Linked DNA regions of Mus musculus: region 2 is linked to region 1. The links are chromatin contacts, called in public promoter capture Hi-C maps. All regions are on one chromosome and are shown on one strand. The core of a region is the stretch at or near the end of the contact, and the rest is flanking DNA. Distances in the headings are between cores, read along the strand shown.

Region 1 (6,350 bases), core at 974-3,473:
CCCAGCCCCCTTCCTTTGAGCTGTAAAGAGACATGGGCAAACCTTGTTCCCATCCCATCCCATCACTAGCACTTCCTGCTGTTTGTGTGCCTGCCTCCTGGGTTTCAGGCTCCACTTGCCCACCTCAGCACTCACTCTCATCAGGCTGTAACATTGGTGGCTTCCTCCTCTGACCTGAAACCTGTGACTCACAGGTCACTTGGTCATCTTCTTCTCCTGGGCTATGCCAGACCTTGGTATTCACAAGCGGGATTTGAGGGAATTGCCCCATCCTTTCTTCCCAACATGACTTTCCTTTCTTAGAAAATATCATCCTGTGTAAGTGTAGTGTTTTTCAACAAACTAGAGTGTGGACATGTATGTCTTTCATCCCAGCATCTGGGAGCCAGAGGCAGACAGATCTCTGTGAGTTCTAAGCTAGCTGGGTCTTTATAGAGAGTTACAGGTCAGCCAGAGTTACAAGGTCACAGCACAGATCTAAATCTAGAGGGAGGTTCTGAATTCCCAGGTTCTTCTACTGTATTCCAGTGAGTTGTATGGACCCATGGGCAGGTAAAGGATGGGAGGGGATTCATTCCTGGGGAAGATTCCACCTTATGAGAGCCATGAGAATGATGGGTTGGTAATGGGCATGACCATACTTTGACCAGGACTGCTTAGCTATGGACACCTCCTCTCCATTTAAATCTGAATATCAAGTAGGGATGCCAGAGAGTGGCCCTCTCTGTTCCCCTTTCAATGTGGCCACCTCTACTAAGTGTCTCTTCTCTGTGTTTTGTTATTACTAGTCTGTGTAACTGTGCTGTGGAGGAAGGGTGGTTGAACCTTGATTTTTAGAGCTCCAGGGCCCAACCTCCAGATCCTAAGTATTTCACTGAGGATTTGAGTAGACAGTCAAGATATGCTCACAGCTAGGTGACCTGGGTTGGAGCGAAGTATAGGGATCCACCCTGGGGCAGTATTACTTTGCCTGACAAAGTTTCTCATCTTCCCAGTCAACCAGTATTAGCTATTTTGACTCTACAGGGTACAGCAGAGAAATAAATTGAGTTTTTTGAGAGCATCAGCCTTTCTTGGCCATTGGTGAGCTTAGCTGGGAAGTTCATATGAGGAAGAAGGACCCTTCCTTCATAAGAGAGTCCTTGGGGCTCAGAGCAGCAAAGGTGACATGGAGTAATTTACAACTTTGCAAATCTGGTCCTCAGCACCCTGTGGCACCCTGAATGAATGCAGAGCACATCTTAACAATCCTCCTGCAGGGGACATCACTCCCTCCCCTTCCTTTTTAGCTGAGTAATCAGGAGGGCACAGTCTTACCCAGCAGCTGGTCTCATCTTTCTGCTGCTCTGCTTTGTCTTTTGGTGAACACATTCGTATGTGGGTTCATCTCTTTATTTCCTATCCTGCTTATTTTTGACCTTATTATGTACTCAATCTTGCAGGGCAAGCTTGATTTTTAGTGTGTACTATAAACACCTAATTTGGTTGCATGTTAGTGAGAGACTTGGGTGTAGGATGACTAGCAGGGGTCCTGTTTTATTTTGTTTTGTTTATTTGTATGAGGACATAGATGGGCACCCTAAATGTTGGAGACCATACCATAAGAAAGTAGGCCTTTCAAAGTTTTCCACCCTAACAAGCCAAATGGCCTTGTGCTAAGGAGCTGGTCTTCACCCCCTCCTCCCTGTTTCCTTCCTGGCACCTGAGGCTGTAAAAAGCTGAATTATAGTCCCCTCTTCCTTATCTCTTCCTGACTCCCAAGACTTCAAAGGACATGAGTTACAAGCTGAGCCCAGCCTGACACCCAAGGCTGTTAAGGAGGATTCTACATTCCAGAGATAAGAGTGCCTGGCCGCCTGCAGTTTGAATTAGGCCTTCATGTCCCCAGATGCCCACTTCTTTGTTCTTAGTTGATCCCCCTCAACCCCTCCCTATTCCCCTTAAAACCTGGCATTTCAGCCTAATAAACTGAGACCTTGATAGGAACCCTTCTTTGTCTCTGCGTCTCCTTCCTTTCCTCGCATTTCTCTTCAGGTTTGTGGTCCCCCTTGCACCCAGGAAGAACTGGGTCCTGCTGGGTGGGACAAGTGGCGCCTAACTGAGGTTCGGAGCGTTTTGCCTTAGGTGGAGATTACGGAGTTTGACTCCCCCAGAGAAGTTCGTAGGGACCCCAAGAAAAAAGAAGTGAAGGACTGCTTCAGCAGCTCACCGGAGAGAGAAATCCTTGGTAAGTGATTCATCTCCACTGAGAAATGGGAACTAAGCTTTCTAAAGAGGCAGCCTTTATAAAAGGCTTAAAGGTGGCTCTCAGGGAAAGAGGAGTTAGAGTTAAAAAGAAAGATTTGATAAACTTTTTTATTTTCATAGACCAGGCAGGTCCATGGTTTATTATAGATGGCGCAGAGATACATTGTAAGAAATGGATAAGAGTAGGAAGAGAATTAAGTGAAATTTTGGCAAAGCAGGACCCCGATGCTATTCCTGCAAATATATTTACTTATTGGAGTCTAATCCGTGATTTAATACAAAGTGCAGTTGATGATCCAGAGAAACAGCAGCCTTTGTCAGTGGCAGAATATTGCCTCTGTCCCCTGTCTCTGGAAGCTTCAGAGAGCTCCCTCCCTACTAAAAAGCCTCCAATAGCTGCAGACAGGCCCGAAGTCCTGCAGACTGCTCTCTACCCCCATATCCCGGTAAGCGCATTGCCTGCTGACCCGCCACTGATCAATCTAGAATTTAAAAAATCTTTGGCTGAAAGCCCTTTAATTTCTGGGGACACAGACACTTTAGAGGAAGAGATAGTCCGTCCCCGTAAGCCCGAGCGATTGCCGGGCGCTTCAGCTCCTCCCTGCAATGCCTCGTCCTACCTGCCACCAATCTGCGCTCCCGAGCCGTGGCCCCAGGCGCTGCCGGTCCCTACTCTCATTGATGCTAAAGACAAGCTCGCGTCTCAGGTAGCAGGATTACAAGAAGTTTTAGAGCTCCAGCAACAGTACGCCCGCCTTTCCACAGAGCTCGCTTCACTCCAAAATTCTTTAAAAGAGACTATCCTTGCCCCTCCCCCAGCCTCAGCCTCGGGCGGCGTAAAAAAGAAAGCTCCGCGAGCGGTAAAAACTAAAACATTGGCTTCCCCCGTAATTACTCGCTCCACGAGAGCTGCTAGCTACGACCCGCCCACTTCTACGGCGGAGACACAGCCCCCAGCCACCCGTGCCGAATCTGCTTCTGCAGAAATTGGGCCTTTAGAAAGGCCCCAGGCCGACCTCTCCTCGGACACTAACAGCGAGGGCGGAGAAGATTATGAGTGTGAAAACGAAGTAGAACGTGAGCCAGAGGAACAAATTTCTGCTCCTGTCCAACAAACAGAATTCCGCAGACTACGTTTTAAGCTCTTAAAAGAGCTTAACTCTGCGGTTAGAACTTATGGCCCATCTGCCCCCTACACGCTTTCGCTCCTAGAAGCTCTTCCGGGAGGCGAACATATGCTCCCTAGTGAGTGGATCAAAGTAATCCAAACTGTGTTAACACGCGGGCAATTTCTCTCATGGAAAGCCGATTTCCTCGATCGGTGCCAGACAATTGCAGTGGCTAATCAGAAAAATCCTCGGGCGCCATCTGCTGGCTGGACCTTTGAAAAGCTTTCTGGTCAAGGTAAATACGCGACAGAAGCCAGGCAAAAACACTTCTCTGTGGGTCTTTTGGCTCAGACTGCTAATGCAGCCCTGGGAGCTTGGCGCGGTATTCCTATGAAAGGTTCAGTTATTACGCCTCTAACCAAAGTCATTCAAGGAGCCCAGGAAGACTATAGTGATTTTGTGAGTCGTTTGCTTGAGACTGCAGAGAGGACCCTGGGTCATGCAGACAATAAACTTGTTAAACAATTGGCTTATGAAAATGCTAATTCGGCATGCAAAGCTGTCTTGCGCGGTAAGATTAGAAACAAGGATCTTAATGAGATGATTCATCTTTGCCGTGATGTAGATATGTTCACTCACAAAATGTCCCAGACAGTCAGTCTTGCAATGGGTGCAGCTCTTCAGCCTGTTATGGCATTAGGCGCGGCTCTTCAGCAAGCCAGCCGGCAGAAAAGCTGTTTTAAATGTGGTCAGCCTGGACACTTCGCACGACAGTGTCCCACTGCGCTTTCCCTTAACGGTGCTCCAGCACCACCTACTGACTATTCTTCTCGGCCTACACGGCCCAATTTTCTTTGTCCACGCTGCAAAAAAGGCAAACATTGGGCAAGCACCTGCCGATCCCCAACAGATGCTTCTGGGAATCTCCTGCCTCCCTTTTAGGGAAACAGGTATGGGGGACATCCCAGATTCCCCAAAACCACCCCATTTCTTCCAGCCACAGGGAACAGCCGGCAGACAAAACAGCCACTGGTCTCTCCCGAGCCACTACAGGTAGCGCAGGATTGGACTTGTTTTTGGACTCAGTTTTAACACCCCCCCCCCACGCCCCCCGTGAGAGGATGGCGTTCACATCCTTCTCAGGGGGTCTATGGGCCTCCTCCACCCAATACTTATTTTCTAATATTAGGGCGTGCTTCCGCTACTTTAAAAGGACTTACTGTCCATCCCTCATTAGTAGATAATGACTACACTGGAGAAATTAAAATTTTAGTTAGTGCCTCTCAAAGTCCAATATCTATATTCAAAGGGCAACGTCTAGCACAAGCCCTGCCTCTACCTTTAGACACTTCCTATCCTTTAGACACTTCCTATCCAGCAATGGGCACACGTCGTGGCTCCTCGCAGCCAGGGTCATCAGACCTTTACTGGTTCCAAGCAATTACCAAAGACCGCCCTACACTCTGCCTTAAGATAAACAGCAAGAGCTTTGAGGGCCTCTTAGACTCAGGTGCTGATTCCACTGTAATCTCACAAAGTGCCTGGCCCGCTGCCTGGCTGTTAAAGGCCTCTTTAACTCATTTACAGGAAATTGGACAATCAAAAAATACTCTCCAGAGTTCACAGTTATTGACTTGGGAAGATGGTGAGGAAAACTCTGGCTCTATTCAGCCTTATGTTGTCCCTGGTCTGCCTGTTAATTTATGGGGGAGAGACATTCTCTCTCAAATGAGACTCATTATGTGCAGTCCCAATGAAGTCATTACTCAACAAATGCTCACCCAGGGTTATCTCCCTGGACAGGGACTGGGTAAAAACAGCCAAGGGAGGCCTACACCAATAGAGGCCGCCCCCAAGATGGATCGTGCAGGCTTAGGTTACAACTCCCATTTTTCATAAGGACCATTGCTCTCCCTGCACGCCAGACAGATAAGATTACATGGAAAGATGATACCCCTGTCTGGCTTGACCAGTGGTCCCTCCCTGCAGAAAAATTGTCAGCAGCCATAGAGTTAGTGCAGGAACAGTTGGCAGCTGGACACATTGGATCTTCCACTTCGCCTTGGAACACCCCTATCTTTGTTATAAGAAAACGAAATGGTAAATGGAGGTTGTTACAAGATCTTAGAGCAGTTAATAAGACCATGGTCCCTATGGGGGCCCTACAACCTGGGATCCCCTCTCCAGTGGCTATTCCCAGGGAATATGCAAAATTAGTGATTGATTTAAAAGATTGTTTCTTTTCCATTCCTCTTCATCCTGAAGATTGTAAACACTTTGCATTTACCCTCCCAGTGGCTAATTGTATAGGGCCTTCTCCTTGCTTCCAATGGAGGGTCCTTCCTCAAGGCATGGCCAACAGTCCTACCCTTTGTCAGAAATATGTGGCTGCCTCTTTCCCCCTTTTAGAAACCGTTCCTTATATTCACCCTTCTACCAACGCATCTCCAATGTTTGCTAAACTTCAGAACCTTATTCTTGCTAGAAATCTTCCCTTTTTTTATTGGCCATATTCGTGCTCATTCTGACCTGCCTGGACCTTTGTCTGAAGGCAATGATATAGTTGATCAGGCCACCCAGGTAATAGCTTCTGCTTTGTCTATTACCCCTCTTGCTGCTGCTCAACAGGCCCATGATTTACATCATCTCAATGTCCATACCCTGAGGCTTAAATTTTCCATCACCTGTGAACAAGCTCGACAAATTGTCCAGCAGTGTAAGGGCTGCCTGACCCTTTTACCTGAGCCACATGTGGGAGTTAACCCCCGAGGACTAATTCCTGGTGAACTGTGGCAAATGGATGTTACCCACTACACCCCCTTTGGAAAGTTAAAATATATTCATGTCTCTGTTGATACCTTTAGTGGTTTTACCTGTGCATCTTTACAAACGGGAGAGGCCACCAAACATGTTATCAGCTATGTTCTCTCCTGCTTGGTGGCTGTGCCACAGTCTAAGATCCTCAAGACAGACAATGGCCCAGGATATGCTAGT
Region 2 (6,350 bases), core at 1,516-4,015, 2.3 Mb after region 1:
CACACCCAGCCAAAGGTTAGAAAGCTGAGACAATGGTTTATTGGGCTCCAAGTGTGGCAGTCAGGGCCCCTGCTGGTGTGAAGGAAATCACATCACTCCATTCACAACTAGCACCCAGGGCTGTAAGCACACCTCAGTCAGCCTGATGGGAGGGATTTCTGAGGTTAGAAGGGTTCTTAATATAATAGAAATTCTTGGTGACACAAGTTATCTCCAGGTAAAGGCACTTGCTTTTGTGTGTTTGGGGAGAACATCTCATTTGTAGCTCAGGCTGCTGTAAAGTGCAGTTCTCAACTCTCAAGTGCTAGGATTTCAGAGTGAGCCACTATATGTAGGTAGGCCCAGGGCACTTGCTTACAGACCACCATGGAGGCAAGGTGCTACCCTTTAAACCACAGTCCTCACAGGGGTCTTGCACTTGTTTGAGGGTGGGGGGTCAGGAGCTGCTGTCTGATGGCCTCCAAGGATGTGAGACAGATGTCCTCTTGGCCAACTGTAAGGCAACCAAGTGATCTTAACTGAGATGGTGTCTTCCCCCAAGGAACAAGAAGAAGGCTCTCAAACTGCAGTCAGCACATGTGCCATCAGCTTCAACTTCCTTCTTGCAAGACCAGAGACCTCTTGGGGGGGTGGGGGGGAGGAGCAGTGGTGGAGAACACGACGGGGAACCTTCATGTGTTCCGAAAGCCCAGGGAGCAGAGGTTCCGTAGATACAGATATACTCCAGGAGCTGGTGGGAGGGGACCCGCCCTGGATCAGCAAGGTCTTTTTGGCACTGGGCACAAAAGGCACTTGGTGCTACATCATGGTGTGATCAAGTCCACAGTGACTCCTGAGAGGAGCTGTAGGCTTGTCAGGGTGTTTCTGAGGAAGACACAGTTGAATCCCTTAGTACTGGGGACATATTCTCACTCTTGCTCACAGATTCCTGGGCTTCTTCCACCAGGTCAGCCACCAGATTCAGCCTGCAGGTCCGCAGCGCCTTAACCAGTCCGGCCACCGAGGCGTTCTTCTTCTCAGCATTCTTCCAGACTTTCAGACTCTCCCTTACCCGCTCACTCAGACTTCGGGGGTACTTCTCCTCAATCCCATCCATCTTGGCCTCAGACACCTTCAGCTCGCGGGCCAGTCTTTTCCAGTCTCTCCCCACATTGTCACACACAATGTCAAATGCCACCTGCAGATCTAGGAGGGAAAAGAGCAGTGTGACTTGACTGAGGAGCTGGGGCAAGTCTCCCTACCGGCCACCAAGCATGGGCCTGAGCACTTCGAAGACAACATCACTTCAAAGCCACTCAGGTCCTGTGCTGACACTAAGTAGCACAGGAGCTACTTCAAGATACCCAAAGTGGCCTGATCTGCCCAGCCACATTCTCAGCCTGGGCCACAGCGAGCTATGGCTTAGAAGACTGTCAACTGAGGACTGGAGTGTCAGAGGGAAAAAGCAGGGCTGCCCTAACACCCCGCTCAATAGTGGGTTGGCCAAAGTCCCCAAAGCTACATCTTACACTGTGACCTTTGCTGGTTTGACCAGACACCACAAAAGATCTGTCTCTGTGCTACTCTGGAGCCCCTGCTTAGACACAGGCAAGGTGTAATCTCTGTAGGGAGCCCTGGGCAGTGGCTGAAGACCCTTTACTGGATTCCTGTAACAATAACAAACATTGGAATGCCTTGGAGATGTGAATACACAATCCATTTTCGTGTGGATCTTGCACACACCGGCAGTGGGAAGCTTTACTCCACAGGCCCTCCAGCTGCTTTGATGTTCTGTGTCACTGTAGACAAAGAGCAACGGTGACAACCAACCAGGAACTAAATAAACCTTTGCCCCTTTAAATGGCTTCTCGAGTATTTGTCACAAGTGATCAAGTGTCTAATATATGCTTAATCTGTATCTACATCCCAAGGCCAGCCTGGTGTTGCTCAGCTGTGGCTGCTATCCACTGTGCGTTATGGGGAGGCATAGCGCCTCCTCTCTACGCAAAACAGAAGTAACTGCCGATAACCAGACACTGCACTCTGGACCAGAGAGCACAGCCGCCGCGCAATCTTTCCTTGGCCAGGAAGGGCAGTCTTGGACACAGGCACTCCCACTACGGAAATGGTGCCGAGCAGCCGGCACACGTGACCTCTGCCCACTCTTCAACGCTACCCTCACTGGGGTTAAGATGCCTTAGTCACATTCACTTCTTAGCTGAGTTTTCCAACGAAGCACTGCAGGTCTGAGGCGAGTTAATACTGGGGTTGGGCAAGTGGCACGAACCCTTGGGTTCAACCTTGGCACTGCCAGTAAGAAACAAGACCTCCCAGCTTCCGGCTCAAGCGGTTGAAAAAAGTGGGCGTGCCCTAGAGTCCATCCCAGTCGGAGCCAGTGGAGGGTGCACTGAGGCCAGGCCTCCCCGCCCATTCCCCGCCCCCTGCCCACCTGCCTCCCCCGGGGGCGCAGCGGTCGCCGTCCCCGCCTCGAAGTCGTCCAGGCGCTGCAGTAGATCGTGTCGGCGCAGCGAGGCCAGCAACTCGCGCAGCAGCCCGGTGTGCCCGCGCTCCAGGTCGTTCTGCTCCAGCAGCACCGTGAACAGGTCCAGGCCACTCTGCACGCGCTCCAGCTTTCGTTTGCTCACGCGCTCGCGGCACAAGAACTTGAGCTCCATCAGATCGTTGCCCGACAGGCTGCCGGACAGCGAGTGCAGCAGCACCAGGAATGGGTCCATGGCAGTGGTACGCCGGGCTGCCCCTCAGCGATCCCACATAGGAAATCACCTTAGGCTTTCCCGCCCAGCGTCTCGCGGGATGTCCAAATCAGACGCATGCGCTTCGGATGTGGCTGTAACCGCTTCCGCCCGGGCTGGCATCCGCTGTTGTAGTAGCTTTGACAGCTGAGCTGCGTTGACTTCAGCTTACGCGCGCGTTTCTCACCCCGAGGCAGAACAGATCTTGTTCACCAGAAGTGTAACGTGGATCCTCTTGGGGCTCTGAGGAGCTGCGCAGCCCTACTGTGTGGGGGGGGGCTGGAAGAGCAGCTGCAGATGCCTACGGCTGCCAGATCATGTTCTATCACCGGAAAGAAGGAAAGAGAGAGAGAGAGAGAGAGAGAGAGAGAGAGAGAGAGAGAGAGAGAGAGAGAGATGGATGGAGTTACTTATGGGCTGGAGAGACAGTTCAGGGGTTAAGAGCACTGGCAATTCTTACAGAGGACCTTCACGAATTCAATTCCCAGCACTCACATGATGGCTTACAACCATCTGTAATTCCAGTTCCAGGGGCTTTGACATCCTCTTCTGGCAAGCACACTTGTGGTATGCTGACAAAATACTCGTACATATAAAAACCATTAAATATTCCTTGGTATATGTATGAGCATTTGTAGGTGGTTTAGTGCTCCTACAGGTCTTCAAGTGCCCACGGAGGACAGGAAAGGGCATGGATACCCCTAGGACTAGAGTTCCGTTTGGATGTGAACTCTTGTGTGGATCCAGGTTCTCCGTGAGAGCAACACAGTGCTCTTAACCGCCAATCCATTCCCCCAGGCCAATAATATGTATATTAAAATGAGTAGAAGAGAGGATTTGGAATATTGTCATCAGAAAAAGTTGATGTGTGCCGGAGGTTGTAGAGACACTAACTGCCCTGCTTTGAGCTTTCGTTAACAATACACTGATTCCACAGCCACACCCAAGTACTGCTCATGAGTTAAAAAGTGCCTGTTGCCCAAGCTTGAGGACCCATGCTCAGATCCTGGTGTCCACATAAAAAGACGAACAAGGAGGTGCCCATCTGAAACCCCAACTTTGGCAGAGACAGATGGATTCCTGGTGCTCAGTGGCCAGGCACTCTAGCTGAATGGCTGAGCTCCAGGTTAGTGGGGCGCAGTTATGCACAGCATACCCAGCAGGGTTGACTTATATTTTTTTAGATTGACTTATAATTCACCCATTTAAAGTTCAGTGCTTTGGTTGATTTTTGAGACAGGGTCTCACGCTGTAGCCCAGACAGACAGCTGAGGCTGTATAGAATGACAAATGGGGCTGGAAAGGTGGCTCGAGGTTAAGAGCGTTTGTTACTCTTCCAGAGGATCTGGGTCTGGTTGCAAACAACTATGCAGGACTGCTTACAACTGTCTGTAACTACAGACAGGGGAATCAGGGGCCCTCTGCTGGTCTCTGCTGGGCACTACAGTCTCTCTCTCTCTCTCTCTCTCTCTCTCTCTCTCTCTCTCTCTCTCTCTCTCACACACACACACACACACACACACACACACACACACACACACACGAACACATTTTTACTAGGTTGGGGGAGGGCTCTTTAGGGGAGCAGACCAACAGAAGTGAATTTACTGGACTGGCTTACTTGAGGGGGCTGAGTGTATGTATCCTGTAAATGCAGAGGAGATTCAATCCCAGAAGCTGGAAACCTCAATAGTCAGAATCCAATCTTGAAAGTCTGGGGGTTCCCTGGAGAGCCTATAGTTGTTGAGTCTATAGTTTTTCCTCTATGGTAGTTTCTTTTGAGACAAGATCTCATGTAGTTCAGGCTGCTCCAGAACTACTCCCCTTCACACCATGTAGCTCAGGATGACCCTTAAGCTTCTGATCCCCCTGCCTCCACCTCCCAGGTGTGCACCACCAGGTCCAGTTTATTTTTGTTCTGGATGTCAATCTCTTGTTAGATGTGTGTTCTGTAAACACCTCCACATCATGTGCACTACTTTTCCAGTCTGTTCATAAGATCCTGCAATTTAAAAGTTCATAATTTTGATAAAATCAGGTGCATGTATTTTTCTTTCCATTGTGCTAATAAAGGGGAAAAAGCCTCTCTGGTGGCGGTGACCAGAACACGCCTCTCAAGAATGGCCTCCACCATCCTTGTCCAGAAGAGAAGAGGACATACAGAAGCAGGGTGCTACAGAGCCAGGTTCCCACCTCACAGCTGTGAAATGCCCAGAGCATATGCAATTCCTAGTCATGCCACCATACTCCACGTTGGCTGCTCCTACAGCAGGGAGAACAAGGTTTCCAGAAAGAAGTTCTTCATGAGGGAGGAGCACTGAAAGTCCCTGAACCAAGATGAGCCGGAGGCCATCCCAACAGACACCAAAAGGAAGGAAGAGAGCCAGCTGTGGCGGTTCACGCCTTTAATCCTAGCATTCAGGAGGCAGAGGCAGATGGAAGTCTGAGTTCGAGGCCAGTCTGGTCTGCAGAATGAGTTCTAGGTCAGCCCAGGCTGAGAAACCCTGTCTAAAACAAAACCAAACACAAACAAAAAGGTAAAGAAAGGAAGAGAAAGAAAGGGGGTGGATAGGAGTCAGGATGGGAGGAAGAGGAAAGAAGGAAGACAAAGAACAAAGGGAGAGAGGGAGGAGAGAAACAAGGAGGGAAGGAGGGAGAGCTTGAACATCCCTTACTGGTTTCATGGAGGTAAACTCACCCTTGTTTGTGCTGATGATGGTTAGAACTCTTGCCTTCCTCTCTAGGGTTGTCTGTCTCCAAGTTTGTCTTTTCTTGAGTGTTGTTGCTCCACTAATGCTAGGTGGGAGCTTTCCTCAGCTCTGCCATCCCTTGCCTTTCCTTGCAGAGGTTGTTGTTATTGTTGTGTTTGTTTGTTTGAGGCTGGGTCTCACTATGTACCTCTAGATGGCTTGGACTCACAGAGATCCCCTTGCCTCTGTCTCTGGAATGCTGGGATTAAAGGTATGCCCCTGCCATGTCCATCAGGGAACGTGGAACCTCCGCTGCAGGGATGGGCAGCGTTGTAGAAGCCTCATCTTAGACACCCGTATCTTAATTCTCAACCTGTGACACCCAGGCTTAGCCCTGGCCCCTGGATGGAGGCCATGAAGGCCTGCTGAGTGAAAAAGATTTTGTAGATGTAGTGAAGATAAGGCCCCAGGTTGGAAGATCTGCCTGGCATGCCTCAGAAGACCCATCTGGGCCTGTACACTCAACAACTAAAGAGCCCTGAAGAGGAAGGGCCCAAAGTCAAGGCTGGCACTGCAGTTCTGCCTTGGATTTTGGGGACTTGGCGTGTCTGGACCAACCTGGAACTCAGTCTACAGAGTCCCCTTCAGACCTGAAACTTTAGGCTCCTGTTAGCAGCATCATTTGCACCAAGGATTTGGTTTATGCTCTCTGGGTACAGATCCCAGGGTTGCCAGCAGAGGGCGGCAGCCACCAACAGAAAGAGGCCAGCAGTGCCTGTCTTGGCTTGGAGTCAGCACGGTGGTCAGTGAAGAGGCTGCTGAGTATGGGACATGAAGGGATAAAGGCTTCGGAGGAGCCATAGTGTTCTGCATGTCTCCCCTGAGTGCTGGGATTACCGGCATGAACCGTCAGGCCTGGACAAATCTG

The links. Promoter capture Hi-C pulls out the DNA fragments that hold promoters and counts their contacts.
Region 2: a promoter capture Hi-C map of liver shows a contact between it and region 1, with 5 times the contacts expected there. The contact joins the promoter of Fadd here to the promoter of B130016D09Rik in region 1. A contact is called at or near these places in 5 of 39 promoter capture datasets (the C10 cell line, hematopoietic stem and progenitor cells, hippocampal neurons and 2 more).

The regions. Positions count from the first base shown.
Region 1 is chr7:142,281,240-142,287,589 of GRCm38.p6, forward strand. It overlaps B130016D09Rik (a long non-coding RNA gene), which reads left to right and starts at 2,224. Exons shown (of 1, transcript XR_003946899.1): 1 at 2,224-6,350. It overlaps Gm45889 (a long non-coding RNA gene), which reads left to right and starts at 1,975. Exons shown (of 2, transcript XR_870059.2): 1 at 1,975-2,227.
Region 2 is chr7:144,579,676-144,586,025 of GRCm38.p6, forward strand. Fadd (Fas (TNFRSF6)-associated via death domain) reads right to left here and starts at 2,766. Exons shown (of 2, transcript NM_010175.6): 1 at 2,429-2,766; 2 at 1-1,185. The coding sequence starts at 2,714. The coding sequence ends at 854.